2 separate regions of the Gossypium hirsutum genome follow, and region 2 is linked to region 1. The links are chromatin contacts, called in public Hi-C maps. All regions are on one chromosome and are shown on one strand. The core of a region is the stretch at or near the end of the contact, and the rest is flanking DNA. Distances in the headings are between cores, read along the strand shown.

Region 1 (5,247 bases), core at 2,644-5,143:
CCAGGAGTTTGAGATGAAGGATTTTGGAAACTTGAAATATTTTCTTGGGATTGAAGTTCTCAGATCACAGCGTGGGATCTTTATTTCACTGCGGAAGTATATATTGGATTTACTGGCAGAGACTGGAATGTTGGACTGTCGACCTGTGGATACTCCAATAGCAGTGAATCATCGACTACATATAGTTGAGGGTGCAGAATCGGTGGATCAAAACCGATATCAGCATCTCATCGGGAAGTTGATATATCTGTCACACACAAGGCCTGATATAGCATATGCTGTGGGGGGTACTAAGTCAATTTATGCACAAGCCTCAGAATGATCATATGGAGGCTGCATTGAGAGTGGTTTGATATCTGAAAGGAACACTAGGGAGAGGAGTTCTATTTCAGAAGAATGGTCATTTGGACATAGAAGCATATACTGATGCTGACTGGGCAGGAAATCCAGTTGATAGGAGATCCACGTCTGGTTATTTTACTTTTGTTGGAGGTAATTTGGTAACATGGAAGAGTAAGAAACAGAAAGTAGTGGCTCTTTCAAGTGCAGAAGCAGAGTTCCGAGGGATCGCAAGAGGGCTGACTGAAGTTCGTGGCTTCGAAAGCTGTTAGCAGAAATAGGTTTTCCAGTAAAGGGAACATGCAGAATAAACTGTGATAACAATGCTGCAATAAGTATTTCAGAGAATCCGGTGCAGCATGATCGAACAAAACATGTGGAAATAGATCGACATTTTATCAAGGAAAAATTGGATACTGGTGCAGTAGTATTTCCTTTTGTCAAGTCTGAAGATCAACATGCTGATATTCTTACAAAAGCAGTTACTGGAAAAGCATTTGAACATGTATTGAACAAGTTGAAAGTGTGTGATCCCGCAATTCCACTTGAGGGGGAGTGTTAGACTGAGATAAGAATTCTGTTCATAACAGAATTCCTGTTTACAACAGAATTGTAGATTTAGAATATCTTTGAACTGTTTTAAATTTATTTAGCTGTAGAATACTTTTTTCCAGCTGTAAGTAGTTGTTATCTTCTTCTATTTTTTGAATTATGTACGCATATATATTGTAGAAGAGTTGTACTGAAAAATAAGAGTAAATTTTCCCAGAAATCTTTTTATTTTATTTCACTGTGGATGAACCACTTGAAATAAAAAGGTGGATCTACCATCGAAGTTTTCAATAAAAAGTTTTCGCAGACAAGCTGCTAATATGTTGTGACATATTTGTAGTTTAAAGCTACTAGTACGGTGTGAATAAACCACAAATCGATGCAGACAAGCTGCTAATACTTTCTCCGTTCTTACTGTCTCACCCCATGCAATGCAACATGACATACTATAACAGATTAGTATGGTAGTATTAACATGTTTATAACAAGTATATACAGTAGCAATTATCATGCTTATAACAGATCATAGCAGTAGCAATAAACTTGCTTAACATGTATTTCGTTTAGTATGGCATGTACATAGGTTCCTGGTATAGGTAAATGTTAGATGTATTTGCTAATCTAAGCCCATTTTAAGCCTACCCATATTTTTTAAAAAATATATTTATATTTATTTTAGTTTAATATTTAATAATTTTATATATTTTTATTTATTATAATTTTATATATAAACATCTTAATTTTTTTAATGGTTCCATTATAGTAGTATTATATATTACTATAGATTTAATTTTTTATGTGTTATAAATTACATAGTATATAAAATTAAAATATATACAATATTACAAAGTAAAAAATGGTCGGATCAGGTCGAGATTAGACCTTTCAAACAGGTCTAATTTTTTTGACCAAACTCTCCCAAATTTCGAGCAGACCTCTAGGCCTTGATGAGAAACTCAACCCTCGAATAGATCTATCTAAATTTATGAAATAATGAATTTTCAAAAATCAAAATTTATTATTATAAAAAATAACTATACAATACTTAATTTTTATTAATATATCAAATAATCTTATAGTAAATTCAGTACTTAATTTTCCAAATTAAGATCATAAGCTTCTTTTTCGATGTTGACTACAATATCACATAGGAAGTTGATTCTTGACAAGAAACTAGAAAAAATTCAATGTAATTGAGTTTGGTGTCAGAATAAATCAATTCAATTGAAAATATAATAAAACTAATCCTAATTTACAATTTTTTTTAAAAATAAAGTTAAATAGTTAGTTTATTTTTTAAAAAAATTATTTATTTTTAAAACTTAATCATAATAATAATGTTATAAAATAATCAAATAAAAAAATATTTAAAGTAAATAATAGATTAAATCAACAGAGAATTTTCTCGTATATCATTTCACTCATACAAGGGCTCTATTTATAATTCATTGTCATTTAATGCAACACATGTAAATGAAGCTTAAGTGCTTCGTTAACACATACATTAAGCAACTTACATATTTACTTTTATAATAAATGAGGGAGTTTTATCGGATTAAAATATGGACATCCACCTTTAATAATAATAATAATAATAATAATAATAATAATAGCAACTACCATTTGAAAAATCTAACTTTCAAGTAAACAACTACAATTATTTATGTAAATTTTCATTTATTAAAAGTTATTCGTTAAAATTCTCAATATAATTGTATTTGTCATACACAAACAATTTTAAATCAACCTAATATCTTCTATCATATCGATTCAATATTTTATTTTTGTTAATAATATTTAATGACTGAATTTTTTTTACAGCTGAATCTTAATTCAGTTGACATCAATATTGTTGCCAATGCAAGAGGATATAGGTTCGAGCATGTTGAATCACACTTATCTCCTATTAATAGAACATACAATATGGCAATCACAAAGTTAAATATATTCATAATACAAAAGGTTATGGAAGCTTATAAAATTACTTGAATTTTACATAATATTATCCCACCCAAAAAAATAATTATATCTCTATATAAATTTATATAAAAATTTTATCATTATAATATTGAGAGAGTGAGAAATGGATGACAAAGTTTAAGCCCGTATTATTTAAATGCTAGAAGAAAATTTTAACCACTGGACAAATCTTAATAAATAATTTTATATCAAAATCAAAATCAGATATATAAATTTTTGGCATAATGATAAATTTAGCCTTTAAAATTTACATATTTTTTTCAATTTGCCCCTATTATTATTTTTTAGCTAAATTGGACCCTTAACCTTTTAAAAAATCTTAATAAATAATTTTAAATGAAAATCAAATATCTAATACTTAAATTTTTGGCATAATGATAAATTTAGCCTTTAAATTTTACATTTTTTTAGTTTGCCCCTATTATTATTTTTTAGCAAAATTAGACCCTTAATCTTATAAAAATAGTTGAATTTGATCATTAACCTTTTAAAAAATTAAATTGTTGTTGTTTTAACAAAAATATTGGCTAAAATGTTAAACTTTTAAACATGACAATCCATATGTACTTCATACTTTTTTTTTGAATATTTTTATAATTTTAAAAAATTTTATTGATGAGACCAATTGTATTATGTCAGCATGAAATATATGTGAACTGTCACGAGGGTTTTCATGCCAACATCATTAAAAAATTAATGTTCTAGTCAACAATTCCGTTAAAAAATGGTAAATTAACTCTTCTTAAAAGGTTAATTATCAAATCCAACTGAAAAAAGACAAATGATAAATTGATAAAAAGAAAGTGTAAATATTAAAAATTAAATTTAACATTATGCGTATTATTATTTTTAAAAATCAATCCAATTGAAAGAAAGGATTGAAGCAACAATGGGACCTCGATCCAATATTTTTATTCCTTCATCAAATAATGATATTGGGCCTGACTCTTGTGCAGGTAATAGTAACCGGAAAGAAAAAAGCTTAAATAGATTTACTTTGATGGGTCAAGAATGTCTGGATCTGGGCTGCACCCACTATCCTAAATGCAAATGATATCCTTTTACGTCGGCTTGTGGTGTTTTTCTATTCTATTAAACGATGTATGGGATAACAATCCTTTTTCATTTCTTTGATCCTACTATTTTTGGAATACTTTGGCCCAAATTGTTTTTCTTTAAGTTAACAAGTTAATTCAATTATTAAAATTTTAACTAGTTTGTGTGGCAATCTATGTGTACTTGATTGTGGACATGCATAATTATTTTTGTAAATTTTATTGAAAATATTGAAAAATTTTATTAATTATTTTGAAAATTTATAAAGTATATGTGAACTGCCACATGGGCAAACACTTCGTTGTAGTTAAATTTAATAATTTAGTCTATTTCTCCATAAAAAAACAATTTGATTCAAATTTAAAGGTTGATGGTCAAAGTAATACAAAACGAAGAACTACGACTATAGTGACAAAAGAGATGAAGTTAGGAGCTAAATTTGTTATATACCTTTCATTTTTATTTCACAAGCAAGCTAAAAATATATGGGAAAATATTTGTTATACTGCTAGTGGAGTTTTTAGACTCCACGGGTTAAGGGGTTGACAAGTGTTCTATACAAATATAATAAAATATTAAAATATACATTAAAAAAAACACATGGCAATTTTTTGAGACTACTTGTAGAATAAAAAAATACACTACTAGTGTACCAAATACTAACCCAAAATATATTACAATTACCATTTATTTTATTTTTTAAATATAACTTAAGAACCTGTCATTTTGTCAACATGTTTGTACATGTGTATTTAAAAACTTCACCATCAATATGGCTAATAATAAATGTATTTATGGGCCAAGTGAAAAAACTTAGCGATTTCTTAGCTTCAAATCCGCCTAAGTTAGTCTTGCTCTCAAAAATGAGAATTCACAAAGGAAAAGTTAGTCTTGCTCTCGAAAATGAGAATTCACAAAGGAAATTCTCTAAGACACTGAATTAAAGCAAAAGCAACTAGAAAAGACAAAGGGCTTAAATCGAACAGAAAAGCCACAATAAAATGATAGCACACTAAGTGTTCGAGAAAATGCTCTCAAATATATTCTTTAACTTTTAATGAGGTGATTACAATTAAGGGGAATGACCTCTATTTATAGTTGAACTCTTCCAAATCCAACAGTACAAATTGAATTACATCAACGATTGAGATTAGTGTCTATCTACAAGATGGGAGTTGTAAGGGATTAAACTCTATACAATATTATCTCTTAAGATTTAATTAACCATGGTAACTCTAGTTTTACTAGAGTATTTCACTGGGCCACCAAGGCTTCAAGTAGATGAGTTTCTCCATGGATTCCACAAATCAGGCCAATTCA
Region 2 (4,699 bases), core at 1,678-4,177, 250 kb after region 1:
GGACTAGTAATTATTTTATTTTTATTTGGTTTGGTTTTGGCCTAGGCAAAAATGGCATATTACAATATACATACAAGCATTTTAAGAAATAGATTGTACTTATTTATTACTATAGCATACAGTATGCCACCCATTAATACTTCCATTCATAACTAATTAACATCCAACAAACATACATGCAAGCGTATTCAGTCACCATGTTCATACACAACCACGAATACAAACAACTTAGAACAAACAAAGATACATATCATTTCAGCAGTTCAATGTTATTGATCACCTAAAGGTGGGGCACAGAAACTTACCTGAGCTCTTTCATCCTTGTCAGCATAGCTTCTTTATGTCACATCCCTCCTTACTCCACTCCCTATAAATAGTTGGCACTAGTAGGGCTATTTACACAACTTAAAGATATTGTTACTTTGCTCGAAAATAGAGAGAATTTATTCTCAACTATTAAATTTATTTTCCAGAATAATAATTTCTACTGGTTTTTGTTTTGAAAAGGGATTTTTTGTTTTCACACTTAAACAGAGAAAACTATTTCTAGTTCTGTGTTTTGATTCGAATTATTCGAGCCCACACTAGAAGCAGTTCGTGGTACGAGAATAGCGGAGAAGGCCGTTTAGTTGAAAGTTAGGAACGACAAGGTTTCGTCTAACAAAAAACACAAATGCGAATTCAGTAATTGGTTTATTGTTATAAATATCACAAACCGACTTAGTTTTTAAAATTTCTATTTTCTACTATGCAATAAAACCGTTTTCGAATCAAATTTTTCCAATAGCTCGTCGCCTACAACGAGTCCCTATCCGTTTGATGGTTTGACCTTATTTCAGTTTGAGTTATGAGTCTACTGTGCTTTTTTGGGTTTTGTTCAAAAATTTGAGATTACAAAAATTCCTAGTCTATTTTTGGTTCACATGATTTTCTAATTTTACAAAAAGTAAAATTAAAAAACCTGCGTAGAGATGATATTCCATGATCTAATTTCAAATTTAAAAAATTTTAACAACCTAAATTACAATCGATCTAAAATTTAAGAACCACAATTTTTGGTGATTATTTTATAATAAATTAAAATAATTAATATCCATACATTCACATATGTAAATCCAAAACATGCTCATAATGCAATAATGACACTTGTCATCAATTTAATCAATCAAGAGAGAGAGAAAGGAGAAAATTCATTAAAACCAATTTGCACTATTAACACGGTACAACTTGGCTCTAATACCAATTGTTGAAAAAATTCGATTTAGAAAATAATTTTGTTGTATAACAAAAAACTAAAAGTTTTCTAAAACTCAAGTAGTTGTGTTATTTATAGCAATAAACTTTTTACCAAATTTGTACTTGTGTTTTGGACTAGGTGGTTAAAGTCGATTCTCAACTTTTAACCAACACGATCTTCTCTGCTATTCTCGAACTTCAACTTGCTTAGAGAGTAGGCTCTAATTCAGAAATTGATTAACACAATAAAACCTTTCTATTGATATTCATTGAGAATAACAATAGCTCTCAAAGGTTAGAAACTAAAAAATAATCTCTCTCAAAATTAGAATTTTATTAGAAGAATAGATCTCATTGAATTTTGACAGAGTGTTGATGCTTAGAATGATCTATGTTCAACCTAACCTATGGTCTCTATTTATAGAGAAAATCACAAGAGTCTTACTTAAATAAGGATAAACAAAATAATAATGTTTTGATAGAAAATACCACAATTTCTTACTAAGAATGGGGAGGGGCGTTCTGGGAACTAAGGTTGTTGCCCATCATGCTACAAGATGGGTCATTGGGTCGGTCTTGTATATTAGGTACAATTATATGTATTATATGGTCTTTTAACTAACTCATATAATTAACCAACTCAATAAACAAATTACTATTTTCCAAGCATCATTTGTTTAATGGAAATAAATTGAATTAATTTTCCTAATTAAATTATTTTCATGACAATTTTATTGTACTAAATCTATGAGTAAATATATTTAATTGTCTTATTCAACAATCTATAATGACTAATTAATTTAATTTTTATTTTGAATTTCAACTATTTAATTATAATAAATTAAATAATGATTTGAAGGAATTAATTTAATCTCGTGCAAGAAGACATATTCATTGAAAATAGTGATACATGCGATCTATTTCTCTAATTCATCTCATCAATTCAAATGCAAACCGTCAAGGTTGTACTGCGTTAGTAGAGAGACCAATTGGACTTATATAATTAGCTCAATTAATTGTTTTACGGTTTTAGTGTTTTAGGTATTTTTGTTGTTATTTAGTAAGTTTTTGAGGTGTATATGTTTAGTTTTATTTTAAGGGAAGGGATCCTTACAGTAGTATACAACTAAAGTAGTTTTACTCATCCTGTAACTTTTTATACGATTCATATTTTAGCAATTCAACTATCATGTTTTATGTTCCAATCATTTAAATCATGCACATTAAGTTTGGCGTAAATTAGAAAACTCTAACAATTCATTTTATGCAAAAAACTTTCAATCGTTCAACATATATTTATATAGATGATATTTTCGTTCGACATGATAGAGATACCGAATCGATTTAAAAATTTACATGCATAACAAATACAATTATATTGATAAATTCAAAAGTTGAATTGTTAAAGTATCAATTGTACAAAAAAATTATAGAAGTGTATAAAATTAAATAATTTTACGCCAGTATAAATGACCTCCCTTATTTTAATACTTTTAGTAGCCTACTTTTTCTGTTTAAATGTTCTGCTTGTAGGTAAAACCCGTAGAAGATTGAGTGAGCAATCAAGCGAAACAAGTTGGTAGAAATGGCTCAAGCCATGGCGTTGGGACGCTATAATCAACGTTGGGACACCAAGCTACCGGGAGGAATTTGATGCACCATGCGCGAGAGCATAGGGTCGAGACGCAAACCTCCTAGCCGAAGCACCACTTGCCACTTGTGCCTATCATCAGGAAGCCATGTGCCACCACGAGCACCCCTCGGCATCTTGTGATTTTAGACTTTCTAGTGGCACTTGATCTTTTCACCAAGTCTGAGATTCCCACCTGCAAATAGCCATGTATTTAACTGAATTTGTACCAGATTTTAGAATGAGATTTTACGAAGAAATTAGATTTCATTTTAAATTTTTAGGCTATCTTTGGATTTAAAATTATCATCAGTGCGGTATGTATTGAAAAAATTATTGCCCAAACGTTTAAAACAAGCTATTTGATTGATAAGCTTCAATTCAGTTGAAACTTCACACGGACATCCAATTTTTTAATTGGTATACTCCAACAAAAGATAAATTCAGTTTTTGGGCTGGTATGCTCCAATGAAAGATTTTCCAGGAGAGCTTTTTAAATATTTAATCGTTTTGTAGCTCTATGTCTTTTCAACCATTAAATTTTAATTTAATTCATTTTATTACTTTTGAGCTAATTATTATCTTTTATGTTAAATTATAAAAGAGTATTAAACATCATCTTTATTTTACTGCCATACTAGGTTTGAATCCAAAATAATTTTAATCTCTAGCAAAACTAATTGCACTACCCATCAATAGAGCCCTTGATTTATTTTTGACTTTCGAACTTCTGTTAGTCTCTATTAACCGGATCTCTAGATCTTATAAACACGTAATTCTCTCATTTGTTAGATTAAATTTCTAGTTGATTTTGAGTTTCTCTTTCATTTGTTAGATTAAATTTCTCATTTGAACGAATGGATCATAAAGTGTGATGGAAGATCAATCAAGCTTGGACCTTGGAGACTATGAGCGAAATTATTGGATGAAGATTTGACATGATTGCATGGTGGATCTAATACCAAATTGTGTTTAATTATGCTTAATAATCTAAAGATTTGACTATATAATATTATATAATATATACTAACATATGCTATGTATAAAGAAATATCTATTGAATTTATATTCAAGCAGAACGATCACCTAATATTTGTAATGGGCTTTGCAAATATATACTACTCCACTAACCGTTTTCCTTTAATGCCATTTACAGCTCCAACAATGCAAGCATGCAAAATTTGTAGCACTCAGCCAACGCTGATTCAATGATCCAAGATGGATGCTGAAAATGATGTTAGTGTCTGTTGGCACTCATTCCCAAGTTAGTTGTTGCTGCTGCTGCCAAAAGTTGGTCTCGATGTAGGCACCTGTTGAGGAGACCAGGTGGGACCCCCTTCTTTCAGACTCATTTCAACGGCAGTGCTACTGGTGAATATGGTTTAGTAACATTCTTCTTCAGCAACTCCTGTTTCATTGAAAGAAGCTTTTACTACCAGGAATAAAACTTGAATCTTAATAAGGATGATCCAAGGCCATGCTTAGAGATATTCCAATCTATGTTGCACCCATTTCAAGTTTTCAATATCCAAACCTTAAAAATAGCAAAAGAAGTCCAAATATGATATGGTGCAAAAAACCAAATGGTGTATCTAAACAAAATGAAGGGAAAAAAAATCATCTGGAAACTAACCTTTGAAATGTTTTGTCCATATGTCTTCATTGCTCGTTCTATTGAAGTGTAAACTTCACGAGCCTGATGAGTATCTCGGCTGCATTTTACGACACGAGCTTGTTCTTTTGTATCTGATGGTCTAGTCCTTAGGTAGAGTATGAGCTGTGAAGGTGGCGCTTTGAATTGGTCTTTCTTTCCCTGAGTCAATTCCATTGTTG

The links. A called contact is a pair of places that touch in the nucleus more often than the background predicts.
Region 2: a Hi-C map of leaf shows a contact between it and region 1, with 2.9 times the contacts expected there. The contact joins two enhancer-like sites. A contact is called at or near these places in 4 of 34 Hi-C or Micro-C datasets (all in leaf).

Annotation. Positions count from the first base shown.
Region 1 is chrD10:53,561,703-53,566,949 of Gossypium_hirsutum_v2.1, forward strand. No RefSeq gene overlaps it. Among protein-coding and RNA genes, the nearest start is that of LOC121222459, 6.2 kb to the left of the region's middle. Within about 2 kb of position 3,894, at least 1 of the 9 cell types and tissues checked has an H3K27ac peak or open chromatin away from gene starts, as enhancers often do. A contact at or near this core is called in leaf, where this site is marked.
Region 2 is chrD10:53,817,549-53,822,247 of Gossypium_hirsutum_v2.1, forward strand. It overlaps LOC107916244, which reads right to left. Exons shown (of 65, transcript XM_016845404.2): 63 at 4,500-4,699; 64 at 4,232-4,274; 65 at 3,908-4,229. The coding sequence ends at 4,132. Among protein-coding and RNA genes, the nearest start is that of LOC107916243, 27 kb to the left of the region's middle. Within about 2 kb of position 2,928, at least 6 of the 9 cell types and tissues checked have an H3K27ac peak or open chromatin away from gene starts, as enhancers often do. A contact at or near this core is called in leaf, where this site is marked.